5 separate regions of the Mus musculus genome follow, and all the other regions are linked to region 4. Evidence: chromatin contacts called from public HiChIP or PLAC-seq data. All regions are on one chromosome and are shown on one strand. Each heading gives the region's core, a stretch centred on a gene start, on an enhancer-like site or on the middle of the called end of the contact. The rest is flanking DNA. Distances are from core to core; before and after follow the strand shown.

Region 1 (4,939 bases), core at 1,114-3,613, 460 kb before region 4:
TTCACCTAAGCTTAAGTGAGACACAGGTAAGAAAATTTCAGTATTATTTTGGGACTCAAGAGATGTGTCGCTGATTCCTCTACAATTGCTACCCCATTTTCCTTCCCTCCGACTCCTCCAAATTCTTACCACCTATCAGATCTTTTAAATCTTTTTGTTCCATGAAATTTGAATAAAATTCAATGCACAGGTGCAGAAACTAGATCAGAAAGCCAAGGGAGCCGATGTGACGAATGTTCCATTTGACTTTAATTATTTATGCTGCTTTATCAGGGAAGTATGTCACAAACTTGAACTTGAATTCTGGGATACTGGTAGGCAGACTTGCAGTCTGCCCAGCCAAACACCAAGCTATAGGCACAAAGGGACTGCACCCCCAGAGCATCCTGTCAGCATGGCTCTCCAGAGAGATCCTGGGTCATTTCTGAGGGACTCTCTGCCTTTCTTCCTTTGTATTTATTTATTTTTCCTTTTCTTAAGTTGACCAATACGGTGCTGCAGAAAGGAAGAAAGAAAAGAAAGGGAAAAAAGAGAAAAGAAAAGGAGAGAGAAAAAAAGAAAAGACAGACAGACAGAAAGGAAATTAAAGGTTTAAAAAAAAAAAAGGTAAATAAAAAATTTCCCCTGGTCTGGAAACAGGCTCCACTGAAGCCATGTTAATCTCCGCCTCAGTAATTTGGTTCTCCAGGAGAAGACAGAAGCCCTGCTGCTGTGCCCTGCACTTCATAAATCACATCTTTATGTGGACAAGGTCAGGGCACCTAACAGCTCAGACATGGGCCTTTGCAGTGGCTCGAGGATTCGGGCGTGTTTACTCTCCCGCTCGGCTCTCGGAGGAGTCATCCAGCACGCTTCTAATTACTTTTGATTATTTTCATTTGCCGGGGTCAGTCTGGCTTGGCAGGACTGCAGGAGGGTTGACTTCCTACACATCTTGATGTCTTTGTAGGACAGCACTGTGCACATTCGGAAGGAGCGCCACGTTATTGTCCCTACAGTGTGAAGTCCTCCATAAGTCCATGATGCAAAGTTACCCCGAAGGCGCCTACTACCTTTAATTAACCACATAGCCACAATCCCTATCTGATTGCTTTTACCGATACAGCACCCAACTTTAACACCTGAGTATTTTTTAGGATGTCTGGAAAGAATGAAATCAATTTCTCTGCTTCGATTTTTAAACATATTTAGTAATGAATAGCAACTATTCTGAAACTAAGATGAAATACTTTGCTGAAACAACAGCTCAAGTGAATAAATTATTGTTCTCAAAGATTTATTTCCCAAACTTCAACTACAGCTGCCATATTTAAAATATTTTCCTTGGCTATTTTGATCTATTTCCTGAGCCATTATGCTGAGTGGCTGAAGTATCACAACAAAAAGGCTTCTTTTAAAGTTTCAGTGAACACCGTATGATAAATAAGCAGCTTAATAAAACACAGCAAAGTGGGAGGGGAGCACAGAATAGCATTCTTTTTCTCTTATCTGACTGTCTGATGCTTTCGATGTGAACACATTCAAAAGGAAAAAAAGAGACAAGCCAATATATACTCACAAGTCTAAGAAACAAAGAGTCACAAAACGCACAACGTACACCTGTGCCAATAGGATAAAGGGCATCTTTTATACCACTGAGGGCATTTTATAACTATCTTCAGTTTCTAGAGAAAACTAACCATGGTCATTCTCAAAATGCCAAATCTTCTCTTATGTCTATGCTGGAGCAGAACTAAGGCAGTTAATGTGTTTGGAACTCACCTCAACTCTGTACGAATTGCTTTTTTCTTTTTCATTATTTTATTCATTTTAATTAATTCAGCCTTTTCAAGACAGTGTTTAGCACAGTGTGCAATAACTCCAGGGTCGAAGTCCTCCCCAGGGTTTTAGAAACTTACTCAAAAGTGCTTTCAGCCTTCTAATCTGTGGAGAGAGTGAGTTGGAAGGCATGCACGCCTCGCCTCCACTCCTCTTGTGTACCTTTGGGTAAGTCACTTAACCTTTGAGTTGATTTCCATGCAAGTTTCATAATATCAGCATAATGAGAGTGTTGGGAAAATCCATTGGGTAATGTAAGCGTGAGGTGCTCTGACTCCGTGGGAACAGGTCAAAATAAGTAAGTTGCAATGTGTCTGTATACCAGACTCAAGTAAACACCCACGTATGCACAACACGGAAGCTAGTCCCGCCTGCAAGTGTGACTGTACTTTTTTAATCCTTTGTTCTGCTCCAACGTCAGTTGCCCTAATTCTTATCTTGACTTTGGGAGAGGAGAATTTTAACAATTCGTTTGGGTTTTTTTTGTTTCTCTCTCTCCTCGCTCTCTTGCTCTCTCTCTCTTTCTCTCTCTTTCACTCTCTCTCTCTCTCTCTCTCTCTCTCTCTCTCTCTCTCTCTCTCTCTCTCGCTCTCTCGCTCTCTCGCTCTCGCTCTGCTTCCCTGGAAGATGTCTGTCCATGTCTGGCATGCACCTGAGCTTCTCCATTCCCATTTACTGTGTCCTCTGCTAATCAGGCTAATCAGCAAGAGAGCCTTATAAACAAAGGTGAACAGGGACCCAAAGAGGTAAGCTCGAACAGGAGCGCGCATGCGTGCTCGCCCACACATCACACCCGCCCCTCAGGTCAGAAAAGGCATGCCTTACTTACAATGTCCTCTGGTAAACTTCACATGCCAGAAAAACGAGAATTAGGTAGGTATAATTTACCCCTTGTTGCCTAGGGTCTAAGCTGAAACAAGTACTAAAGAGGTATTTGCTGACCAGACGCGTGCTTGGTCTTAGTGAGCCTAAACTTGGATGCCTGGGACCATCCATCTGAATGACTGTAATGATCTGGTCACAGATCTTCAGCTTCTGCACACCCTTGACTCATTTCTTTGTTTTATATTGTCCAGATCTACTGCCCAACCTTCTGCAGGACCTTGTCATTGAAATGCAGACCTATCCCAGTGTGAGGGAATCGTATGAAGCACTAAACGTAAGTCGTAGAATCTTGCATGGGACACAGCATTTGGTCAATACAAAGTGACTACTATTGTTGATAGTGCTGATGTAATTATTGTCACTCTGCCTGGAATTCACTTTACCTTGGTGACCTCAGGTTAAATCTTATCTACCTCTCCCCCACCCCCTACTTCTTCCTTTTTGCCTACTGATTGGTATCAGCTGGGTCCAAAGCCTTTCTCCTTCACTGGGCTTCTCTCCTGGATTAAAGCCAGCTCCCGTAGCAGGTTTGCCCTTAAGAAGCACCATGATTTAGAAGATGGAGCCACTCACACGGCTACCTTCAGTTGGTGTCTTTTCACAGTAAACTACACTAAACTTGTACGTCTTTGTGAGAGTAACTATGATAAAACATGAGGACACATTTGAAAGAACGCCATCCTTGGCTGGTTGATATTGGCTGGTTGATGCTGCCCCCCCCCAGCCCCCTCCCCCAACCCAGAGGAATCAGTTGATACATATTGATACATAGCTCATTGTCTGTGGACTCGGCCACAAACATGTCTTCCATTTTTGTTGTTTTAGAGTAGAATCCTGGCCATTTTGCTACTTTCTCCCCCAAATTCATTTCTGTGTCAGCCTTTTCCCTGGGCTCAGTTTAGATTTTGCTGCAACTTATTTTAAATTTTTCCTTCTCCCTTTCCCCAAGTGGCCAGGCATTGGCTTTGTTAACCTGTTCGAGTTGATTTGCTCTCTCCCTCCTCCTTCCCCATGTGAATGGTCCTAGTGGAATTCTTATCATTACAAGTTTCTATGGCATTTTTAACAGTGAAAACTCATCTTTCTGAAATAACAAGGCTGTAATAATGTACTTTACCAAAAACAAAAAAAGCAAAAAATCGATAAATAAACAAACAAACAAACAAACAAAAAAAACCCACACTTTTCAAACTAAACTAAACTAAATAAAAATTACACTAGATCCTACTTTATTGGTGGAAAAAAAAAAAACTGATCCAAAATTCAATGTCCTCTACAACTTGACGTCAAGCTCAGCTTCCAGGCCCTTTCCCTTAGTTTCCTCCTATACCGATCTATAGCAGAGAAATGAGCACACAAGTGCATGCTCTTGACCCTTTAACTGGGTTCCTATGGCTCCTTCTCTTGCCTCTGATGGCCCAGTCACTCAGTGACTAGAGCCATAGATTGAGGAGATGAAGTGTTGGCTTTGTTTGTCATGCTCACCCAACATCTTCTAAGCTGCTTGTAACCTAGTCTATGGCAAGAACCATGCTGCACAACAGCACACCCTGCCTGGAGGATTATTCACAGGAGGTCCTTCTTAATAACAGACATCCTGGGGCTAATTGACATCAATATATCTGATTCTTGAAGCATCCCAGTGAAAATTATGTCGTAAATGCTTTGTGAAAATTAAAAATATAAGCCCTTTAGGTAAAATATGTTTGATCTTACTAGGCATCATGGAAGGTATTTAAACATACACAAACCCTCTTTCTCTTTCCACTGAAACACCTAGGGTAGGGGCCAGGTCTTACAAACAACTTATTTTGTATCTGTTTCAAAAAAAAGCATAAACATTTCTATGTATACTCTTCTATTTACTGACTCTACTCTTGAACAAAAAGAGTCATAAAGAAGCCAAAAAAAAAAAAAAACAAAAACAAACAAAAATAAAAACAAAAACAAAAAACCCAAAACCTTCCATCTTTATTCTAGAAACATCCAGAAGGTCTTTCACAAAGGAATTGCCATCAATAAATTCTGGCCAATTGATCCTTTACCTGTAAACTGTTAAAACAAGTTGTAGTTGAGTATAATGCTATGAGAACTTTCTGAAAGAATGAATAAAATCTCATTTCACAATTAAGTAACTCATTCCTATCATTTTCCATTAAAAGTCTTTCTGAAATGTAACTTTTACCATGAGCATGGTTTCACATGGTGCTTCTTGTCATTTAGTTTTCCTTAATAG
Region 2 (5,296 bases), core at 882-3,381, 270 kb before region 4:
ATAATAATAAAAACAACCCCAATGCTCAACCATGCAGGAATAGCTAAAGAATGATACATCTATTCATTAGGCTGCTGTGCAATCAACAAAAAGGAAGAAGTCCTTTACACACTGCAGTTGGATGACCACAAGAACATTTATTAAGTGGTCAAAAAAGCAAGCTCAAAAAATGTGTGCTCACTATATACTGTTAGCATAAAGAAGAGAAAAGCAGATTTGTGTAAATTAATAAAAACACATGTACCTAGAAAGATACATAATAAAAATACTGATTGTGTGTGCCTCTGAGCCAGACAGATTAAATAATTGGGATATGTGTGTTTATATAATTAGATAAATATTTAAATGAACAAATTAAACAGAGTAAAATAATCTTTGACATATTATTGCAAAACTAAAGCAGGTTTATGAAAACATAGGTAGACATTTGCAAGAAACAGACTTCTGTCTATAAGCCTATAATGTGTTTATGTGTGTATACAATTTCACATAAACCTTTTGGAATTACATGCAAAGAAGCCACAGAACAACATGGCCTCTCTACAAAGACAAAGGAGACCTGCTTATGTGGTATTTTAATTTTACCATCGCCCTGTGTTGCTTACATAGTCCGATTAGCGACAATCAAAAAGGAAACACAAGGAAGAGGTAGAAACAAGCAAAAAGAGTCCATCAAGGAACTCATCAGCCTTCTAAATGAACGGAAATGTCCCACAGAGAATTCTGCGACAGCCATAGTCCATTCTTCTATTTTGGAAAGTCAAATGAATGTAGGTATGTTCACTTTAGAAAACCAAAGTTTCAATTAGAGATCTTGGGTGGGTGGCAGGCCCCTGAGAACAGAAGAGCACCAGCCAAGAGTGGGCAACTGTCTAGTGCAACACATAAATACTCCAGATGCACTGACCGACTGTCAAGAGCTAAACATGCAGCAGATAATTCACAAAACCACCCACTGGTGCGGATTACCATGCTGGGACAACATCTGATTCCAAGAGGCTAGACCTTTATTGGGGTGATGTAGAAGCGTCTGGAAATGGAGCTTGTCTCTACTTTCCACTCGGCATCCTTGTGGCAAGACACTCAGCTCGAAGATGTCACTTCTTGTCTCTAAAACAAGTCCTCCACCTGCCATTCCCCAAGCTCCTTAACAGTGGGGGGGGGGGTGCGATTATGGTGTGTGTGTATGTGTGTGTATGTGTGTGTGTGTGTATAAGGACCAGAGGCGAGGGCCCTAAGGAAATTTAATATGTTTTATCCACTGCAGTCAAAAGAGCCTCTTTCTGTGTGTGGAGGGTGAAAAACAGTCTTACTGCCCCATAGTCACACCTCATAACATAATCCTGTAACACCTACTGACCCAGGATCTCCAAGAAAGGAATGGTGTTAATTCTAGTGCACTTACGGGGAGCTGGGGGAGTATGCAGCCCAGAGCTGCCAGGCCTCAGTCCTCCCCATAGCTTTAACCCTCATGTTCCCTGCTCTGCTTGACATCGTTAAAACAGGCTACACATTTGCTTGGGCATAAAGCAGTCCTGTTAAAGATGAATGGCACTAAAAGTACAATTGCTAGTTTCGTGTAATTCATAGAACAAGGAAATATCTTAGATAAAAACACCCTTGAAGATATGGATGTGAAAATGAGTGCCTTGGGTGATTCAAAGGTGAATAGAGTCATCCCCTGTGCCCTCTGTCATCAGACCCTGTTCCTGCCACCATGTGGGCTTTCCCCTTTAAAATATTTGAGTCAGATAATTTAAATATAACAAACATCTCCGAATGAATGCAAAACCATCAGTGGTCGTTTCCTGTTCGGATGACCCTCCCCCGCCCCAAGTCATGTCGGGTGCTTTTATTTTTCAAACATTGAGCCATTTTACTGCCTGCTCAGAGAAGGCCACTGTTAACCACTTCACTAGAAACTGAATTGCATGGGGGTTGGGGGGATTTGTTTTGTTTGACATCCATATAAAGTTGTGTTTCCCTTTCACCCGCTCCCCTTCATGAATGTGTTTTTCTTCCTCACTTTTTAGACACATTTGGTAACAATCAGGCTTTTATTTAAAGGAGCCATAAGATAAGGTATCTGCTAGCGTCACACTTGGAGTAATTGATCACATTTGTTTCTTGTTCGTAGGTTAGACCCCTCACTCTTGCTCCCTCTTTTTCCTTTCTTTTACCTTGGCATGTTTCTCATTATCCTCTGCCTTGTTAGCCTCCTAGGATTTTCTACTGTGGGGAGTGGAAACAGGACAGGACAATACGATTACACACCCCATCTTGTTGGGGACAGCATCCCCTCTCTGGCTCTGGCACTTCTGGCTAGCTCATGCTGTGTGGAGGGCCCTCCCATGGACACAGGTATGCAGTCTGCAGCTGAGGGAGACTCAGGGACACTCACTGGCTGCTCTGTGGGTTTCATTTCACAGCCAGGGCTGTACTGCTTCTCTCTGAGACTGCTTCCGCAGGATGGCAGCGTTGTTATCCTATGACTCAACTTGTCCCGGCTCATTTCATCTGGGAATGTTAGCCCAGGATCAATACTGTCAGCAAAAGATCCTGCAAAAGATGACTCCTATCTTTTCCCATTTCTCCTTTCCACATACATCCTAATCAGTAGCATTTTATTGACACTGTCAGGCGGGGCTAATTTCTGACACTGTCTAAAGTCTAAAACTGCAGGGGTAGAACACTCAGATTTTTCTCTTTGGGATCCATGGGCCAATGAACATGAGACCCGGTCATTTTCCTGTTGGGGTTTCAATCACAACAATCAAGCTAAAACCACTAGTTACTCATGTCGAATGAAACAAAAGGCCCTCTATTTTCCATAGGTCTGAGGGGAGTACCAAGGTAAATTATCTAAAGTTAATTCCTCTATGTTCAATATCAATGTCCATTTATAAAAACTCGGTGGGCTCTAAAAACAATCATGATGCCATGTAGGAAAGTTCAGTGAACAGTGCTTCTCCTACGTGGCCATCCTGACCTCAGGACCATCTTAATTTCTGATTCTCTTTGTATACTCTGGCTGTTTAGTTGCTCAAAATTAACAAAAGCAGCATTGGACTCCAGATAATCTAAAATTCCGGAAGAAATCTTGAATCTAAGTGCCGTCTGCTCATCAAGGGCAGCCATGGGCAGGCTGTTGACCTGGCCTGACCTTCAGAGTCCTCTCTACTCTCGAGATGAGTGGGTGAGGCCTTGTGGCCCTCCCCCATGGCAGTTTTTATTGCTTCCAGGAGCATATTAACTAGCTTAACTCATCCCACTACAGATAGTGGAGTTCTCTAGATGCTATACGGCTCTGTTAAATGCTGCAGTCAGTAGCCACACTGTTACAGCACATTAAAGTATGTTGTTAATATACACACCTGATTTCAAGGGTTTTATTGACAACTGGATAAAGATTTGAATTGATAATTCTTATTCTTTAACTTCACATTACTTGATTATTTGGTGTATATGTGAAGGATGAAGAGCATCCACACATACTAGGATATGTGTGTGGAAGTCAGATGACCACTTACAGGAATCATCCCATCAGGTGGGACATGGAGATGGAACTTAGGTCAGCAAGCATCCTTACCTGCTGAGCCATCTCCCTTCCTGAATAAGAGGTCTATCTTGTTTTGTAGTTATAAATGATAATGTTTGGGATACATTCATAAAATAAAAAGATGCTATTATGATTAATCATGCCTCTTTTCTTTTACATTTAAATGCAGGCTCTGAAATAATTACATTGTTTATGTAGTTAATGATTGTGTGTGTGTGTGTGTGTGTGTGTGTGTGTGTGTGTGTATGTGTGTTGTGTGTGTGCAAAGCAGTAAGAAGGCTCTGAGTTGGACTATAGTGATTGGATTAGAATGAAAAGAATCTGAAATATTCAATTGGTTATGACTTTGTAATAAGGAAGAAGAACTCTGCATAAAAGTATACCCAAGTTAAGTCAAGTTCCAATTGCCAAATGCTTACAAAGAACATTAAATGGTTAAAGTGAATTGTTTATGGCTACAGGTCTGCTGATAGCGAACACATAATCCTACTCCAAATGGTTAAAGTATTAAGTTTATCACCAAACTGCTCTGATTCACATTTCTCAATACCTGAATAACATGCTTGTTATTTCATCTATAGCAATAAAATAAAAAAAAAAGTTGCTGGAAAAATTTTTATATAAATTATCGTTTATTGCTTAATTTAGCAGTATCAATGTTATATCACACTTCTGATGAATTGAAGAGAAAAATCCACATTTTTACGCATCTTGTCAGTACTTGGATAAATTAAATTATTAAGAAAACCTAAAGTTTCCTGAACATCAGAAAGTACTACACATCTGGGTGTTAAATACCTTAGTAAATAATTAGGTATATGCAAAAAATTATAAATCTATGCTATAGTTCATTCATAAAATTGTGTGTCCTTTTTGAAGGGATATGTGTGTGTGTGTGTGTGTGTGTGTGTGAATGAAATGACTACTTCCTGTGTTATCCATGAAAACTAACCTCTAAAAGAAGTATTACTGATTTCACATTGCATTAGACAAAGGTATAACAAACTACAGCCCAGAGCAGCAACGACTTATAAAATGGGTAGGGATCATTTTTTCTCTCTGGTAATATTAAAATATCATCCAATACAAGAATGCATAGTGATGTTTGCCCCTCCTCTTTTCAGAGTATTTCCATCTCAGACAATCCCTAGAACCTGACACCTTGCAAGCTCCTGCAGGTAACAGGCTGTTGCAGATCTGCTCTTCTTTGCCTTAATAAGGCCAGTGACCTTTCAGGCTCAGCTCTTCTTCATTTCCTTTCCTATCATTAGTCTGAAATGGCATAAACTACCTCTCAATTTTCCTCATCCCCTCAAGGCCCCACCTCTTTAGTCCAAATTCACCTAATTAGGAACCTAATTTCCTTTTTTCCCCAGATGGGCAGACTGATAATGGGGAGAAGCTATTCATCTCTGCATCACAGAAAATCGTGTCAATGCCCTCTAGTTTGGCAATGACAAGCATGTGTTCCAAAAGTTGGCTGTTCTTCTCTTCTGGAGGCCAAGTTTCTTTATGAAGTAGGTTTTTCTAACCTTAGAACTTAATCAATTTGGTCGTTATTTGCTAGCTAAAAGCACAGCAAGGCAAAGAATTCAAATCTGAAACATCTCTACATCTCCTTTGTCATTCATTTTGCATAGTTGGTTACTGAAATTTAAAACAGTTAGAACTCTCACATGCACACCCCTGCCATAAGCTTGATAAGACTTTAGTTCTAGCAGGAGATGAATGGATGAA
Region 3 (5,527 bases), core at 1,392-3,891, 380 kb before region 4:
GAAAAATAAGATAACTTTAGACACCAGCATCCTCTGACTTCCTGGAGTTTGGTTAAGTGCATGGCTGAAAGTTAGGCTGAAGTTTGAGGGTTTTTTCCTAGTTTAATGTAAGGCAATTCATTTTTCCTTAACAGTAATCAAAGCAGTCAGACACGGTACACATCATTGGGTTGGGGGAGAATTATGTCTGTGGTTTATTTAAATAATGTAATACCAATAAAGAAAACTTTAAAGAATATTAGAGTGTTTGAAATATTGGGAGAAATAAAAGTGACAGCACAAAAATATAAAAGAAAATTAAGTGCAGGAATTATTTTGTAGATACCACTGATGTATTGGGCATACTAACAATATAACACACAAAGAATAAAATCTGATTAACAAGCTTCAAAAAGGAATAGCTAAAAAAAGGCCCCATGGAGGGAAACTAGCAACTATTTAGGAATATATATTCATGTGTTATAAGCAAGGCTTTAATAGAAAGTTCTGAAATTTCAAGTTTTCAAACTTGAAGAGATGTTTATATTTTTGTAATAAATTGACAGAGTTATGATTTCTGGGTCATAGCCTACATTCATCTATTAATGCAATTTAAGAAATTGTATTTTTTAATAAGAGGTTGAGAAAACCAGGATGACTAGTTATAGTTTTAGATTGTCAGGAAATTAGTGACAAATAGCTATGGATCCTGCAAAAAATGCATCAGCATTTGGGGGAAACATAGGACACTCATTTAAGTCTATTTGTGTTGATATAGCAAACTCAGACTTAAAAAAAAACAAAAAACAAAAAACAAAACAACAACAACACAAAAAAAAACCCATGGTTTTCTGGCTTCATTTGTACTTTAGGTAGAAGCTTTTACAACAAGAATTCAACTACTGAAGTTCATTTCCTGCCTTTAATTCTAAACGAGCAATTTGCTGATAATTTCCTGTCTACATTTTCATAAAGTAGAAAGAACAGGACTGCTTAAGCTTAATGTTTCAGTGACCAAATAAACTTCAGCAAGCAGAGCTTAGGAAGTGGGACAGCTATCTGGAAACTCGGATCATGATTATAAAATCTCCGCATGCTATTTATCTCCCCTAAACGCTTAAAAATATTCTGAAGGAAGGCCTTAGTGATTACTTCTTTGACCCCCAAACAAGCAGAGCAGTATGGCTTGTCTCAGTGGACCCTGAGCAATTCAAGTCGAGGGGTAGGAATCCACTGAACTGTGTACCTCTTCAGGAATGAGAAATAGCCTCAAGTGCGCTCTCTCTCTCTCTCTCTCTCTCTCTCTGGCCTGGATGAGGAAACTTTTTGATTTGAACTCTTTACACCTATATACTGATGTTTATCAACCCTTTGGAGTTCACATTAAAATAGAACATCACTAGAAAGCATCCTCTGAAATCTAAATTGGGCTGTCAATTAAAGGTGAAGAATGACTTTGTATTATTGCTTTAATGTGAAGCACCTTCTTTGTCCTGTTGAGGTACAATCATCTTCCATCCGAAATCCATTATAGCATCTGCAGAAAGCTTAGGAAGTTCACACTGGCCAAGGCTCAGAAGAGGGCCTGATCATAAAATCCACAAACTGTGGGGACAACTGACTAAACGTTAACAAGTGGCAGCTTGTGGCACTGCCCACCCCCAGGTGCCCAGCAGAGGTACAAGGGAAGTCAGATACTAATTACAAAGGGAGGTTTTTACTAGGCAGATTTAAGGGCCACAGATGAGCCAAATCCCGTTTTTTATTATCTACTGTACACTTAGCTAATGCTTTCCCCTATGAGGAGGGCTTAAACAGTAAGCACAAATAGCACAATGAAATTCTAATACTCTCCCTGTGTGGACCTGGATTATTTCAGCCACCAGCAATGTGAGTAGCTGCAGGTGTTGCACTAAATAAAGTAATATAAAGTGTCTAAATTGCAACTCTGGAAGTACTGTTTCAAGCCCCTGTCTGCTTTTTATTAACAGTCGGATTCCTTACTATCAGCAGCCACAACTACCTCTACCCTGTTATTCAGCAACAATATTTTGATAGGCACAGATCTATTAAAAATCACTGTTGATATTTTGTGACCATAGTCATTTCAGAGTTGAATAAGCATTCAATCTTCTCACAGAAGGGGAGAACGTAAACTTGCGATCCAGGAAAAGAGGAAGTCAGGGGTTACGGAGGTGCAGAGGCCACGGAGAATGAAACAGACCCCCTCCATCAAGCCGAAAACTTGGCAGCCTAACTAGAAACAGACCAGCCCTAAATCTTAAGGTTCATGAGCTCTTAGTAACATAATTAACCGAAATAAAACTAATATTCCCGTGTTGAGTTTCAGCTTAACAGACATCAGCAGCTCCAAGGGACTGCACCAGGGACGCGAAGTCGGAATGAGAAAATGCTTGCCTTGTTTAGGGACCGAGTCTGAAGGTAGGAAGGAGCACTCTCTAGCAAGTCCACAAAGTTTCTGAAGCAAAGAAAAGCTGTGTAGGCAGCCAGCTGTCCGGTTTACATTCCCTTCCTACTGTGAAGCAACACTTTGGAGGGAAGGTGTGGGTCACTCATTTGAAATTTCAGACAGGGCAGTGCTGGAGATGTCCAGTGCATGTGTTCTTAAGGAAGAAAACCCGAATTCCCAGGGGGAAACGCTGAACAGGAAATGTCTGGCCACTGGTTGCATCACGAGATATCAAAAGAATTTCACTTTGGCTCCTTCACTGCATCAAGTCAGGACATTCTTGATTTTTTTTTTTAAATACTCACTAAGCTCCTACAAAATGAACTAAGAAAAAAAATAGTGATATCAAAATGTTTCTAAAAGTTTCCAGTGTCTGAAATAGAGAAATAGAGGGGAAAAAACAAAAAACAAAAAACAACCAACAATTTAGGAAGAAATGCAGAGTGTTAGTTCTGAGGGATTAAATAAACAACATTAGTATCTGTGGATAGCAGTCAGGAAATTCCATTTATCTGATGAGCTGTTGGCGACCTAAGAAGTGTTTCAGCCCCCAACCCCCACTGTGCCCACAGACTTCTTTTTGCAGGAATTTTTATGCTGTTTTGCTGCAGATAGTGTGCATTTACAAGTAAAGATGCATTTACAAGTAAAGAGGAGACTAAAAAGGATTTCTTTCCTTTTCTTTAAATTGATGTCCATTTATATACCTCAGCTCAGGAAGTCCACAAATTCAGTCTCTAACTGGGAAGAGTCTTGTCACAGGACTGCCTGGGGCCATCAGCCCTGGTTTCTTTTCTTTCTTTCTTTCTTTCTTTCTTTCTTTCTTTCTTTCTTTCTTTCTTTCTTTCTTTCTTTCTTTCTTTCTTTCTTTTTTTTTTTTTTTTAACAAGCTTCTCTTTTAACACTTAACACCAGGGATGATTTAACAGAAAGTGTCTCAAGTCTGAGCTACAGCCCCTTTAGACTCTACCCAAACAAAGGTACTAATGTGTGGTCAGTTTCTTGGCAGCCCCACTCTCTGCTGATAACGTTCCTGTTTGGTATTCTCCAAGGAGTTGGCTGCTGGAAGTTGCTCGAACCTCATCCCTTGCTGCTCCGGGTGCGGGCGATGCTCCGACTGCGCGGCGCCAACCACAACATGCTACCCACCGTGAGAGAGCAGGACGCGGGCCGCTCTAGTCAGGACTTATCGTCTATCATACTGATTGACGAAACCAAGAGTGAGCAGAAAAAATAAACATGAACAGAGGCTGCAGTGTATGAGCCCCGTCAGCTGGGAGTTTTAGTATTTGGCCTTGGCGATCCCACTCTCCTGCTAGGTTATCTTTCCCGTGTGCTATCATTTATCATAACTTGGAGGGGCCAGGGGGGAGAAAAAAAACCTTGGACTTTTCTATTGGCTACATTCATTAGACAACTTTCTTTTTAATGCCCCCGCCCCTTCGCACCAACCCCTACCCACACATAATAATAGCATCCTTTTATATATTCCCCGAAGAACGTTGATGAAATCGAAATATGGTTCATCTCCTTTATTCCTGCTCCACATAGATCACGGCAAGTAATTAACCTTTGCTGGCCCATCAAATCTAGAATGCAAACCTGCATGTCAGTCTACTTCAGTCGGGCGCAATAATAAACCTGTACCTCTCTCTAACAAGGAAACTCAGTAAACATCCTGGATGTTGGTCACTGACTTGGGTAGCTAGTATCTTCTTTCTTAAGTAATGGCACTTGACTTTTTCAGACACAAACCATGTTTTGTATTGGTCTTGACAGCCACTATAAAGTACCCCCCAAGTGTGAGTAACAAAGATGATTTGTATGTGGCCCGCAGTCCTCCAGGATTCTAATAGCTTTCTCATTCCAGCCCAGAAAGACGGAACACAGGGTAGCTGGTTAAAGCTGATACAAGCGTTTCTTCTCTCAGCAGGCTATTCTTGCATAACCATTTATTTTGCAGAGTTTTAAAGTGCCTGAAGGATTTAATTATGTACATAGACAACCCTTATAAACTCTATTCTAGGGTTTTTATTGACTTTTGGGCTGGGCAGCTCTTAGGCATTTCAATTAAGTGTTTTTATAAGAAAAACTACAATATTGTAAAAAAAATTCTTTATAGATATTCCCAAGCAGGTTTGGTCTCCCATCTGATTGAATAAACCATTTAATTGACAAAAAAAAAAAAAAAAAAAAAAAAGTTACAGGTTAATTTGAGGTTTAGGTTTTGTTTGGTTTGGTTTTGGTTTTGGTTTTAGTGTTTTGTTTTGTTTTGTTGGTTTAGTTTTTTGAAAATAGAGGGTCAAATTCCACACAGGTATGGGAAAATGGACTGGCCAATACCAGTAGAATGACATGACAAGGTTACTTTGAAAAATACTCAAAACACCCAAGGTTACCTGTTTGTTACTAGGAGTGTAAACTCAGGACAGCAAAAAACCCCAACTGGGCGATTTTTGCATGTTCCACTCAACAAGTGCAGAATAATATATTGCCAAATTCATTTGGAGCACCAGCCTGACAGAGCGACCCCTCCAAAGTCTGCAGGAGACCCCAAAGCCGCCTTTGTCTGCTGTCTTCAATTGCAGGGGCTCAAGTATTTACAAGAGTTCTGCAAACCTGCCTTCATTATGATGTGGGATATTTCAGTCCCAGCAGGTGGCCAACAGGAGACCAGACCTGCCCGTGAAATATGTAATACTTTTTCATATACTTTAACCAGAACTGTGCCCTCCGCAAGTCTCCCAACTGTTAATTTCCCTTTCTCCACTTAATCTCCTCAGCAAGTCATGAGCTTGCATTAAAATCTACCTAAAACATTTCACCCACAGGCAATGTAATTCTGAAACAAGCAACCAACATTTCACAGCTCTGGATAATAGATTAATTTGAACCTAATGTTGCTGTCGTTCACTGCCCCAAATGTTCTGGTGTAGACATAGCCTTGGGGCATGGTGCTGTGGCATGCACCACTGTGGGAGCCGGAGCTACAGTTGGCTTAACATCTGTGCATCACATTGGCCATGAGCCTCATTAGCCCGCACCCCACTGTGCCTACCTGTCCCCTCAGCTTCTCAG
Region 4 (5,451 bases), core at 940-3,439:
TATGCTCATTAACCAGTACTAATAGGATAGGTTTTAACCTTCATTTACAGTTTCTAAGGTCATACTCATAAGGTTTTTTAGTTGGTTTGGGGGGTGTTCTGTTTTGGTTTTCTTGGGGGTTTGTTTGTTTGTTTGTTTGTTTGTTTGTTTGTTTTTCCAAGACAGAGCCTCACTATGAAGCCTGACTGACCTGGTGGGACTCAAAGTCACAGCAATCCTACTGTCTCTGCCACCAGAGTACTGCAATTACACCTAGGTGACTCAGTAAAACTTTTAGTGTTCATTTATAAATTTGCTATTTTGAGATGTATGTGAAAGCACATGTGTTCCATGGCATGCATGTGAAGGTCAGAGGACAATTTGGGAGAGTTAGTTCTCACCTTCCACCGTGTGAGGCCCAGAGATGAAGCTCAGATCAGGGGCCTCAGCAGCCAGCACCTGTACCTGCTGAGCCATCTCTCACAGGCCCACAGGAAGGACTTTTCAGGGAGTCTTAGAAACCCACAGCCCCCTTGGGCTGGTGAGATGGCTCAGTGGGTAAGAGCACCCGACTGTTCTCCGAAGGTCCGGAGTTCAAATCCCAGCAACCACATGGTGGCTCACAACCATCCGTAACGAGATCTGACTCCCTCTTCTGGAGTGTCTGAAGACAGCTACAGTGTACTTACATATAATCAATAAATAAATCTTTAAAAAAAAAAAAAAAGAAACCCACAGCCCCTGCCTTGCTTACCTTCATTTGATACCTAACTCTCCTATTGATGATTACTGAGACTGGCAAGAGTCATAGATGCAAGCAGTGGACAGGAGTGCCCCAACTCTAGCCAACCTTTGTCTGGATAGCAGTGCCACCCAAGTAGCTCCAAAATTACAAGGCCTTCGGGCAGCAGGAGGAGTTGAACAAAGGGCCAAAGGGTCTCCTTTTGTAAATGTCTGCAAAGCCAGAATTTAAACTTCTGTATCTGGAGTAATGTTCATGTGGGAGTACTCAAACCTAAAGTACTCTTAAATCACTCTCTAGATTAGACACACCCAATTCTTGGCCTGAACCGGAGTCAGGATGCACCGCCCAAGACTCGGTGTTCAAACTTGAGCTTGAAAGGCTTCAGGATCCAAAAAGTAAACACGGCTTCTTAATCACTGTTTTCTAAGTCATCGGCTTCCTCTATCTCTAGGGCTTTGTTTTGCTGTCTGGTAGTTCCAAAGTAGCAGAGGCAAATGAAATGCCAGTCCAGGGTCTGTGGTAGGACACAGCGTTCTGATGGTGCAGCACACGTGGGTGGGCACAGGCCCACTGGAGCAGGCAGCTCAGCCCCCTCAGTACTCCCAGGGCACTGTCCAGGGGACAGAAGACAAATTCAAGGCCAAGTCGCTATGCTGCCACTTAAATAGGCTGTGTCTTTGGAGATGTTTCTGGGCTTCTGGGCCCCTGCTCTCTAATCTATGACACGAGAATACAATATGTAGCTGACAGTGCTTATATGGAATTGAAATTAGCACAGACTTTATTGTTATCATTGGCATTACCATGGTTGGTCCTTAGGTTATAAACCTTGGATTACACCCCACTGAGGCAAACACACAACTTGGTGTCACACTCAAAGTTAGAGTCATCTGCCCCAGCCCACAATGTCGGTCTCATCTCCCAAGACACCAGCTGTGCACTCTATGCCTAACCCTAAGGAGATGGCTTGTCGTTTTCTTGGTAGAGCTCGTAAATCTTTGACTCAGTTATTCCAGTCTTCTCCACAGTTCCCTTTCCCTGCACATCCTTATCAAAATTAGATCCATCTTTCAATACTGTTCTATTGGCTTGAATCCTCAGTTATCTGAGTGCATAAAATTCAATGTTCCTAGCCGGGCATGGTGGCACACGCCTTTAATCCCAGCACTCGGGTGGCAGAGGCAGGCGGATTTCTGAGTTCAAGGCCAGCCTGGTCTACAAAGTGAGGACAGCCAGGGCTATACAGAGAAACCCTGTCTTGAAAAAAAAAAAAATTCAATGTTCCTATTTTATCCTAATTAAACTGCTAGAACACAGTTTGCAAACTCTTCGTAATCTATCCCATCCTCGGCTTTGTGCCCCCGATTGTCAGTGTCTTTCTTCAAACGTATCAACCGGTACACAATGTGGAATACTCTAGCTAGGCTCTGACTCACACACTCAGCACAGGGGTGGGTCACCTCGTAACTGATTTACTTCTTTATTGCCCCCTAAGTGAATGCCAGCTCCGCTGAAGCCTCTTGCTATCTCTTACTCATACAGAGCTTCTGTTCAGCTAATTACTCTTTGCTTGAATTTGCTGTCAAGCCAGACAATAATTATGCAATTAATTTCTTAAACCTAAGCGAACGAGTCTGCACTAGTGACTCCTGAATGGCCGTTTGTAGGTCACAGAGCAGAGTTCCAACTTGATAAAAAAGTCATTTATAACATGCTGTGCTATCTTTCAAACTGTCTACATCATCAGTAAAGACATCTGTGAAACCTATGCGGCATCCTTTCTGCATCAAGGCTGCCAATATAAGATGAGGCAAGAGTACATGACTACACCACCATTCACCAAAGATACCCCAGCGTGTCAGAACCCTTGAGATTTTTGGATGTGGTCATTCCATTGGCTGTCTTGTGCAGCCCTTATCATGACTTTATCCACAAGGACATAATGAAACTTCCTAAAACAATTTCTTTCTCTAAAACTTATTTATGTTGTGTGTATGGGTGCTTTGCCTACATGTTTGCATCACGTGTGTGTGGTGCCTCTGGAGGCCAGAAGCAAAGGGTTAGTTTCAAGCAACAAACTTTAGCATTTTTCTTCCATGATTCCTCGGCATGTCGATATCAAAACAGCATACCCCTAAGTTCTGCTAGAGTTTTTTTCTTTAACATCTATTTTTCTTTTCCTGTGTGTGTGTGTGTGTGTGTGTGTGTGTGTGTGTGTGTGTGTGTGTGTTGGATCCCTGGGGCTGGACTCCGAAGCATTTGTGAGCTGCCCAGCATGACTGCTGGGAGCCAAATTCAGGACCTCTAGAAAATTAGAAGTATTCTTAACTGCTGAACCATCTCACTGGCCCCATAGAAGATTTGATTTTAAGTTGTTATTCAAGGTACTAACTTGAGTTTCATTAAAACAAATTGTTCAGGGTTAGACCAGTTTCTAACAATTTTTGAAATGGTCTTAAGGCTTCTTTGTTTTGTACTCTACGCTGAGGATTAGTCTGGCTTCTGCCTCCCAGCATCAGAAAGTCAGCTCAGACGGAGGGCTTTCTGTAAAGGAAACAAGCATACCCAGCTCACTGAGATGCAAATTTGCTTTTACATCTAATACGATAAAATCATACATATACCAAGGAATTGTTTCAAAATACTTTTCATATGGTTTATCCTCAATAAGTGTTTCATGTGTATATTTTATGACCTATATACCCAGTTTTATCTAACAAAATTATTAGGCAGAGAAAAGCTGTGAGTGGGGCAGCTTAAGAAGCCTGTTCTAGCTGAATTGTTGCAGAGCAGCCCAGAGCAGGGACATCTGATCTCACTCCAAAGCCATTCACCGGCGTTGCACCAAAACTAATCACATGTGATCTTTCTATTCTAAAAGTTTAAATTTTTTTCAACATTTAGAGTTGTATTTGAACAAAGGAGCTACATTTTGAAGTTTAAAAAAAAAACAATAAACACAACTATGGACTCATAAATGATTAAACACACCATTCGGTCCATATTTTTCCATGCATGCTGTGAGGTAATGAGTATGTAATTGGGGTCAAAGGACACATAGCTTCTGCTTCAACTAGGCATGGATGCCAGAATGAGAGACTGTCCAAAGTAAACAAATGATTACAACTGTAACACAGAGGACAGTAGCTAAGCAATCAAGAGGTAGGGGAAATTCCAATCAGAGGTCTCTAGAGAAAAAAAAAAATCTGTGCCATGACAGTGGACGGGTAAGAAAACAAAGCCCTTCATAGGTTTGATCCTGAAACTCCTGCATTACAAATGTTTACACTTAACTGGGCTCGCCAGTGCTGGGCTCGTCCTTCAGGCCACTTAGAGCTGCTGCACTGCTGTGGTTTTCTCTGAAATGTTTGGATGTGTCTGTCTTCCTACCTGTCTACCCAGAATTCCCCTTCATCCTGTTCCTCAAGTCCCCCCCCTCAAGGTGAATATTGTGGTTCCATTCTACCTCTGTAGGCAGTCCCTTTGTGTGGCCCTCGGGAATGTCTTCTGATTTCTTCACCAGCAGTCCTCCTGGACATTATCTGTATGTCTGACCTCTAATCAGTACTGAGCTTTGGGTCTCACCTACACCTCCAGAAAGGGAACCCTGACAGCTTGCACATAGGCGAGCATGTAAACCTGCACTTACGAGCTTGCAATTGTATGAAGTTATTTTCAAATCATATATGGGGTTTTGATCCCAGCAGTTGGCCAGGAGAGGGTTTACATGTCTCGGCACAAATCAATGTCTGCCCTACATGGAAGCCAGGTTTCCTGGTACAGTTGGAGTGTCTAGTCATTCCCACAATATTCATTTCATCCTTCTCTCTTTGCGCTCCATGGAATTAACACATGCAGCAAAGCTGGCTGCCTGACCTCAAAGATGCCTGCTCCCTTCCGTGGGAAGGAGTAGATGCTGAATAGCAGATTCCCAAGGAACCTTTCCACACTTCACACTCCTCTTGGCCTAGTAGGGGCCGTGTGCTTCACCAAAGGAACGTGAGCAAATGTGATAGGTATCATTTCTGAGCTGTAAAAGTTAAGAGGTGCTAATGACACCCCCACCCCCAAGATCTCTTTTATGACAATTTTAGACTACTGTATTGAAGATGAAGAATTGTAAACTACTGGAATCTTGGTCCCTGAATAAATTCTTATATGGGTAAGCCAATCATTAGGGTTAGGCATGCCCATCTTAGACTATGATATGACTAAGAAGTAAATATCTATTATGATAGATAATAGAAAATTTTGGGTCTATCTATTTCAGAACCTAGCTCCCTCACCAGTACTCGAGCATCCTTCTAAGCTCTAAGTATGAGTTCTCGTTTGGTTTGGGATGGGCTTGAATACCAAGTCTGAAGCCATCAATCAGTTCAGATAGTCCTCAACCCACAAGAGTGTCCTCCATAGCTGACATATTACCTGTCAAACCAACTAAAAGAAAGATCAGTTTTTCAACATTTTAAGAAAATTAAGTCTTCTGTGTTCTACTATGTCTTTAAAAAAAAAAGCTTAGAGTGGCTAATTCTGCCTCCATATTGAAAGAGAAATAAACTGAACCAATTACAATATGAAACATAATTCAAAGCTCGCTCAACCCCAATAGTAAGAAAAGGCATATAATTGACACATAAGTAAAATATTACTCAAAATACTCATATATTTATTCAGTCGTAGTAAGCTGGATTGTGCAGTAGCAAAAAGCACCTCAAATCTCATTGGCT
Region 5 (5,140 bases), core at 2,011-4,510, 510 kb before region 4:
AAATGTAGTAGACACACGGTCAGGCAATGTAAGCAAAGCTTGGACAAAAGGTCTTTGATATAGATGAAAAACATCAGATCTATGAAAATAATGTATGAAAATAACTAAGAATAATATCAAAAGTGCAGGAAAATCAAACCATGAGTCATAGCCACTTTGACGTGGATATAATGACCAATGGTTCGTACTTCATTCCCAGTGATGTGTGGCATGGATGAAGATGACCTGAGCAGGAACTAGAGAAGTGAAGTCTGTGGTATTACTCAGCGACATATTCTCTCCACCTTATCTCTTCGTGGCTGTGCTTTCTTTTTCAAAATTAGAATTCAATCTAAAGAACCATGGATAATCTTCAACTCTGTATCCAGGGAGAACATCTACAGTGCTCATTACTCCTGTTACTCAGCTACCTTCTTGATCTGAGGAAGAGAAGCAGCATCTTCCAATAGCCTGAGAGCACAAATTGCTTCTCCAAGTACTGAGAGGAGAAACTGAGACTCTCGGGACTTCTCTCTTAATTTGAACATATCTGAGTATGTATGTTTTAAATACTTTGACACAATTTAAAATACTGTAATGCCATAAGCAGTAAGATAGGCTAACAGTCTTTCAGTAAAAATCAATAGATATGTATTGACTTATTCTCTTATTATTGTCTAAAGACTGAGTTGTTTGGAGGGATTGTGTTTAAAATAATGTAAAGCTCAGCTTCTTTGTGGCATGCCATTAAGCAAACTTGGTATATGTCTTCACAGTTTTCTAAAGCAACTGAGAAAATGTGCCAATAGAAATCTGCTATCTTAGAATGTGATATCTTCTTTGTTGTGTGGTAGCATGAAAAACAGACAGTGAATGTCAGCAGCTCCTACATGTGCTTCGGTGAATTTTGAATGGGAAGAGTCTTAAAATGGTCTTACCAAAGCATTTGTTTAACTGTTAAATTGTGGAAAACCCTGATAGCAGGGGCTAACCTTTCTGTGTTTGCTTATAGCATCTACATAGTATGGTCATACCAAGGACCCGATAACCACCTTTCTAAACAGCCCAGGGTACATGGAGAAGCCATGGCTTAGAAAGTAGATCAGGACATGAGATGCTTACTACAGGGACTTTATCCTCACCACGGGAGACCTGCACATCCATTTCTAAGGATGTCCATTAGTTTCTTTCAGAAACCAGACACAGTGTCAAATATACCCTCTTGGTAAACCTTGCCATTTATAGCTACCCTGTAAAGCCATGTTTTCTCCTATTATACACAAAGAACTAAGCAATCTTCCTCAAAACCAAACACTCTGACTAATTATAAATAGTAAAAACACTGTGCCACAGGTACTCCTAATCCCAAACCCTTTGTTTTATTAGTTGAGGTTAGAATGGAATTGATAGAACACAAAAAACAAAAACAAAAACAAAAACAAACAAACAAAATGACTAACACTGGGACATGAGCAGTTTTCTGAAAGAGCAGACCTCTCTTAAGACAGTGAACTTGAAGTTAGAGCTGAGCTTCTCCTGCGTGCATCCCAGGAGTTCACCTACTAAGTATTACTTATTAAGACTGCAGGAATGGCACTTTAAACAGTGCTCCACTGTAGATTGGAAGTAGCTTGTGAATTAGGCACCCTGAATATCTATCTACCACTTCTGTCCCTCCAAAGTCCCCTGTGGCATTCCCCACTGCCCAGCACATATGATATTGGCATTATACTGACACTGAATACAGAATGGCAGGAATCCACTTCTATTTGTCGGATCTAGGACACACTAAGTACTGCAAATTAACTTTTGTTGTCCTTACTGGGTCCTAACAACCACACGCAGCAACAGGCAGTCTACACACCAAAATGTGACACTGTAGGTGGGAAGGAAATACACTCCCCCTGTATTCCCATGGCATTCCTCAGAGGGTCTACAGGAGGGGCCACTACTCTGCTGTGAGCAATGGGCACAACCCTTACCTGTCATATTCACTGTTACCTTTGAGAATACTAAAATATAACACATTCCTTCATATTCCCTTATTAAATATAAATAAATTCCACATTTATAATACAGTCCTACAGACATGTAATTATTGGTAAATGAACTTAACCACTTTATTAAGTGGCACAATGACCAAGGCTGGCCATTGGTTTTTAGAGGCCATGGGTACCTTGAAGTCAACATGTTCAGAAAATTTTCATAGATAAGAAAACTAACACCCAGATAGAAGAAACTGCTCAGACTCTAAACCCCATTCCCATTTTCTTCATTCTATCATACCCTAGAGTATTCAGCTTTTTACTGCTATTTTATTATTATATAATAAAAATAGATAAGCAACCTGGTTACTATTATTAAATGTATACAGTAATATAGATGCATGTGTGCTTTTGTTTATAATTAGAAAAGAATATACCAAGAGAGTTGTATTTTTATGCAACATCTGAAACAGGGCATTTTGTATTCTAGATTATTACACTGTGAACCCTTGCAAGTGTTATTAGGTCAGCATAAATATCAAATATTTACCGATAAACATTCACTGCTTCAGCACTTGGCTCTTTCTGTGAAGGGGTTATGTAAACAGTATTAGTCCTTAACCTTCCTTTATAAAATCCATGGTGGAATGTTCCTGGAATTTTTGATACCTAAGCATATATTTTCTCAATTTAGATTAGAGTGGGAATTTTGGAACAGAAGTAAGTTTTTATGTATAACTAAAACAGATGTTTGGATTTCTGTTCTCCCATGCTTGTTTCGGTATTAAGGAAGAAAATTGAAAAACTAAGAACACGAGAGAAAAGGTAAGATTCCTATCCTAAGACAAATTAATGCCTTTGCTACCTAAAAGGAAGAGATTTTCACCAGTTTACTTAGAGGACTATCATTTATGGCTTGGATATACTACAACAGAACAAATTTATGTACCAAATTGTCAGGTATTTTCTTTAAAACCTTCAGTGTCTTTAAAGATCAGAGTTTGCATCATTTAAACACAAAGCACAACAAAATGAAATGTGAGTTTAAAAAAGCAGATTCCAGACATTATGTTTGCACTTTCAATATGACTCTCTAGCTGTGGATTAATATGTAAACCAGTCTTCAGAAAAGAAAATTAAATGGGTGGCGACCCAGAGATGAAGCCACAAGATAGCACTGTTCAGTATACCGATTTGCAAAGAGAAACTGTATGTCTTTTGATAAATGGGCCTGGCTCCATTCAGTAAATAGCTCTGTGTATTGTGGTGAATTCTTGTGCAATTATAGACCTTCCCTGGAATGCCCAGTGGTGTCTAGATAAATTCCTTCACCCTCTATGGTAACAACTTGTCAGGTAGACTCATTTCCTGTTTTTATCTAAGCACTGAAAGGACAGGAGTGACCTTCATGAGGTTGGGACGAGTCACAGTGTGATCCATATCTTCATATCAGGAAACTTTAAACACAAAAGACGACTTCAATATTTATTTCCTTAGCTGAGTCTGACTCGCTCCAACATGCACTTTAGCTCGGTGAACAGTTAAGGCGCATAGCAATTTAACACCCAAACAATGTTATTTTTACACATATACTGATGACTTTTTCTTTTAAGAAGCTTGGGTTTTTAGTCTTGCTAAAATTTCCTGTGTTCTTGCATGGCAACGTCATAGGAAATACTAGTGTTATTAAAGTTTCTTTCAATCCACTGCACCTGCTTCTTAGGATCAACAAGTTTACAAGCTTGACATCTAAAATCCAAATTACTTACTTGCGGGTGAAACAAGAATCCTGGAGAAGGTCTCAAGTATTTTTCTTTCAAAGCTTCAAGCGGGTCAGTTAACTTTCTTTTCTCTACTCTGAAAGGTTAGAATCAGATTTGGGAGAGTCAGTCTTGAATCTCAGTAACAGGACAGCCAGTGTCACTCAAAGAAGCAAAGCCGAAGGAAGTTCTCACCGGGACACACTTAAAAGGAGACCACTCCTGGGAAAGGGGACATTGGACACTTCTAAGTCCTCAAAGGGAGAAAGTCCACTTGATAATGGAAAAATCCTACTTGATGACTAGGGTGGAAAGGGAGTTTGAAAGCTGCTGTCACTGAGTAACAGGAGTCTGTACAAGGCTGGGACTCTTCTGACTCAGACGGAGCAAAGACATGAGAAGAGTTTGAAATGGCCGGTGAAAACTGGGATGATTTAATTACTACATCCTTCTAAATATCCACTCTAGTGATCATAAATCTGCCTATTGGGTGCAAGGGAACTTCCAAGTTAGCTAGGCTCTGTTGCAGATATTCAAGATGGGCTCAGGTACATACATTTATATGCAACATATGTTTGAGATGGGTATATAAATGTTCAAATAGTCTCTATCTCTCTTTCAAGGGAAGGTAGGAAGTAAGTTTGGAAAAATAGGAATAACTTTAAACATGCCCCGCATTCTCTCTGCAGTTAGGCATCTAGAGAAGTGATGTAAGACAGATTCATTCTTACCAGCTATTGTCAATTACCTTTTAAGAAAATGTAAGCACATTTAAGCTTTAATTGAAAGCCAGACTTAGGGACCACTTAGGAAATGAAAGAAGGGGTTAGGAGATAAAGGTCAACTTTGGCTGCATGGGGAGTTTTAGGCTCATGTCAAGAACAAATTTGGAAAATGCCATTGAAACATAATAGCTGTGAACTCACGACATTTTACTCATACTGTATTTTAGATCTACTATTTTACTTACTGAAGTGAGCAATAAGAGGTCCATTTCAGAGTGAAAATTCTGGAGGCTGCAAGGCTAAGCTGTACCCTGGGCCTGGCACTAACACTAGGCTTTGGGGTTTTTCATGACACTTTGCCTCTTAAAAAAATGAAAGGTCTGGAGCCATAAAACTGAAGTCAGCAGGCATGGGCTGAGGAAGGTCAGAGGTGATGAAGATGGCATAGTGGGTATTCTATCAGTGCTGAAACATGACCACTGGTAGCACAAGAACATTTTACATTGTCTTCGTTTTCCCCCAGATATGGTCTTGTTACATAGACTCAAGCTAGCCTCAAACCTGTGATGCTCCTGCCTCAGCCTCGGGAATGTGAAGATTGGCCCATGTTATCGTGCTCTTGTACTGGGCTCTTCTGTTTCTCTTGTTGAAATGGAGACAGTCTTTAGCACACTAGCAAACTTTAGAAGAA

Evidence for each region. HiChIP or PLAC-seq counts read pairs in DNA pulled down with a chosen protein or histone mark.
Region 1: a FOXA1 HiChIP or PLAC-seq map of pancreatic cancer cells shows a contact between it and region 4. The contact joins the promoter of Mecomos here to the enhancer-like site in region 4. A contact is called at or near these places in 14 of 39 promoter capture datasets (the 3T3-L1 cell line, 3T3-L1-derived adipocytes, the HPC-7 cell line and 9 more), 1 of 484 Hi-C or Micro-C datasets (liver), 11 of 115 datasets of contacts at active chromatin or transcription factors (craniofacial prominence, embryonic basal ganglia, embryonic forebrain and 8 more) and 3 of 9 other capture datasets (adipose tissue, macrophages and pancreatic islet).
Region 2: a FOXA1 HiChIP or PLAC-seq map of pancreatic cancer cells shows a contact between it and region 4. The contact joins two enhancer-like sites. A contact is called at or near these places in 1 of 15 datasets of contacts at CTCF or cohesin (the NIH/3T3 cell line) and 4 of 115 datasets of contacts at active chromatin or transcription factors (craniofacial prominence, embryonic forebrain, embryonic hindbrain and 1 more).
Region 3: a FOXA1 HiChIP or PLAC-seq map of pancreatic cancer cells shows a contact between it and region 4. The contact joins two enhancer-like sites. A contact is called at or near these places in 1 of 484 Hi-C or Micro-C datasets (cranial neural crest), 1 of 115 datasets of contacts at active chromatin or transcription factors (pancreatic cancer cells) and 1 of 9 other capture datasets (embryonic tail).
Region 5: a FOXA1 HiChIP or PLAC-seq map of pancreatic cancer cells shows a contact between it and region 4. The contact joins two enhancer-like sites. A contact is called at or near these places in 1 of 115 datasets of contacts at active chromatin or transcription factors (pancreatic cancer cells) and 1 of 9 other capture datasets (embryonic tail).

Annotation. Positions count from the first base shown.
Region 1 is chr3:30,017,577-30,022,515 of GRCm38.p6, forward strand. It overlaps Mecomos (a long non-coding RNA gene), which reads left to right and starts at 2,364. Exons shown (of 3, transcript XR_003954597.1): 1 at 2,364-2,564; 2 at 2,895-2,977. The region is part of intron 2 of Mecom (MDS1 and EVI1 complex locus); the gene reads right to left.
Region 2 is chr3:30,211,575-30,216,870 of GRCm38.p6, forward strand. The region is part of intron 2 of Mecom (MDS1 and EVI1 complex locus); the gene reads right to left. Among named protein-coding and RNA genes, the nearest start is that of Mecomos, 190 kb to the left of the region's middle. Within about 2 kb of position 2,132, at least 45 of the 459 cell types and tissues checked have an H3K27ac peak or open chromatin away from gene starts, as enhancers often do. A contact at or near this core is called in pancreatic cancer cells, where this site is marked.
Region 3 is chr3:30,103,075-30,108,601 of GRCm38.p6, forward strand. All of the region lies in intron 2 of Mecom (MDS1 and EVI1 complex locus), which reads right to left. Among named protein-coding and RNA genes, the nearest start is that of Mecomos, 86 kb to the left of the region's middle. Within about 2 kb of position 2,642, at least 82 of the 459 cell types and tissues checked have an H3K27ac peak or open chromatin away from gene starts, as enhancers often do. A contact at or near this core is called in pancreatic cancer cells, where this site is marked.
Region 4 is chr3:30,479,697-30,485,147 of GRCm38.p6, forward strand. The region is part of intron 1 of Mecom (MDS1 and EVI1 complex locus); the gene reads right to left. Among named protein-coding and RNA genes, the nearest start is that of Mecom, 27 kb to the right of the region's middle. Within about 2 kb of position 2,190, at least 22 of the 459 cell types and tissues checked have an H3K27ac peak or open chromatin away from gene starts, as enhancers often do. A contact at or near this core is called in pancreatic cancer cells, where this site is marked.
Region 5 is chr3:29,973,526-29,978,665 of GRCm38.p6, forward strand. It overlaps Mecom (MDS1 and EVI1 complex locus), which reads right to left. Exons shown (of 16, transcript NM_001370769.2): 9 at 3,734-3,821. Among named protein-coding and RNA genes, the nearest start is that of Gm52621, 20 kb to the right of the region's middle. Within about 2 kb of position 3,261, at least 20 of the 459 cell types and tissues checked have an H3K27ac peak or open chromatin away from gene starts, as enhancers often do. A contact at or near this core is called in pancreatic cancer cells, where this site is marked.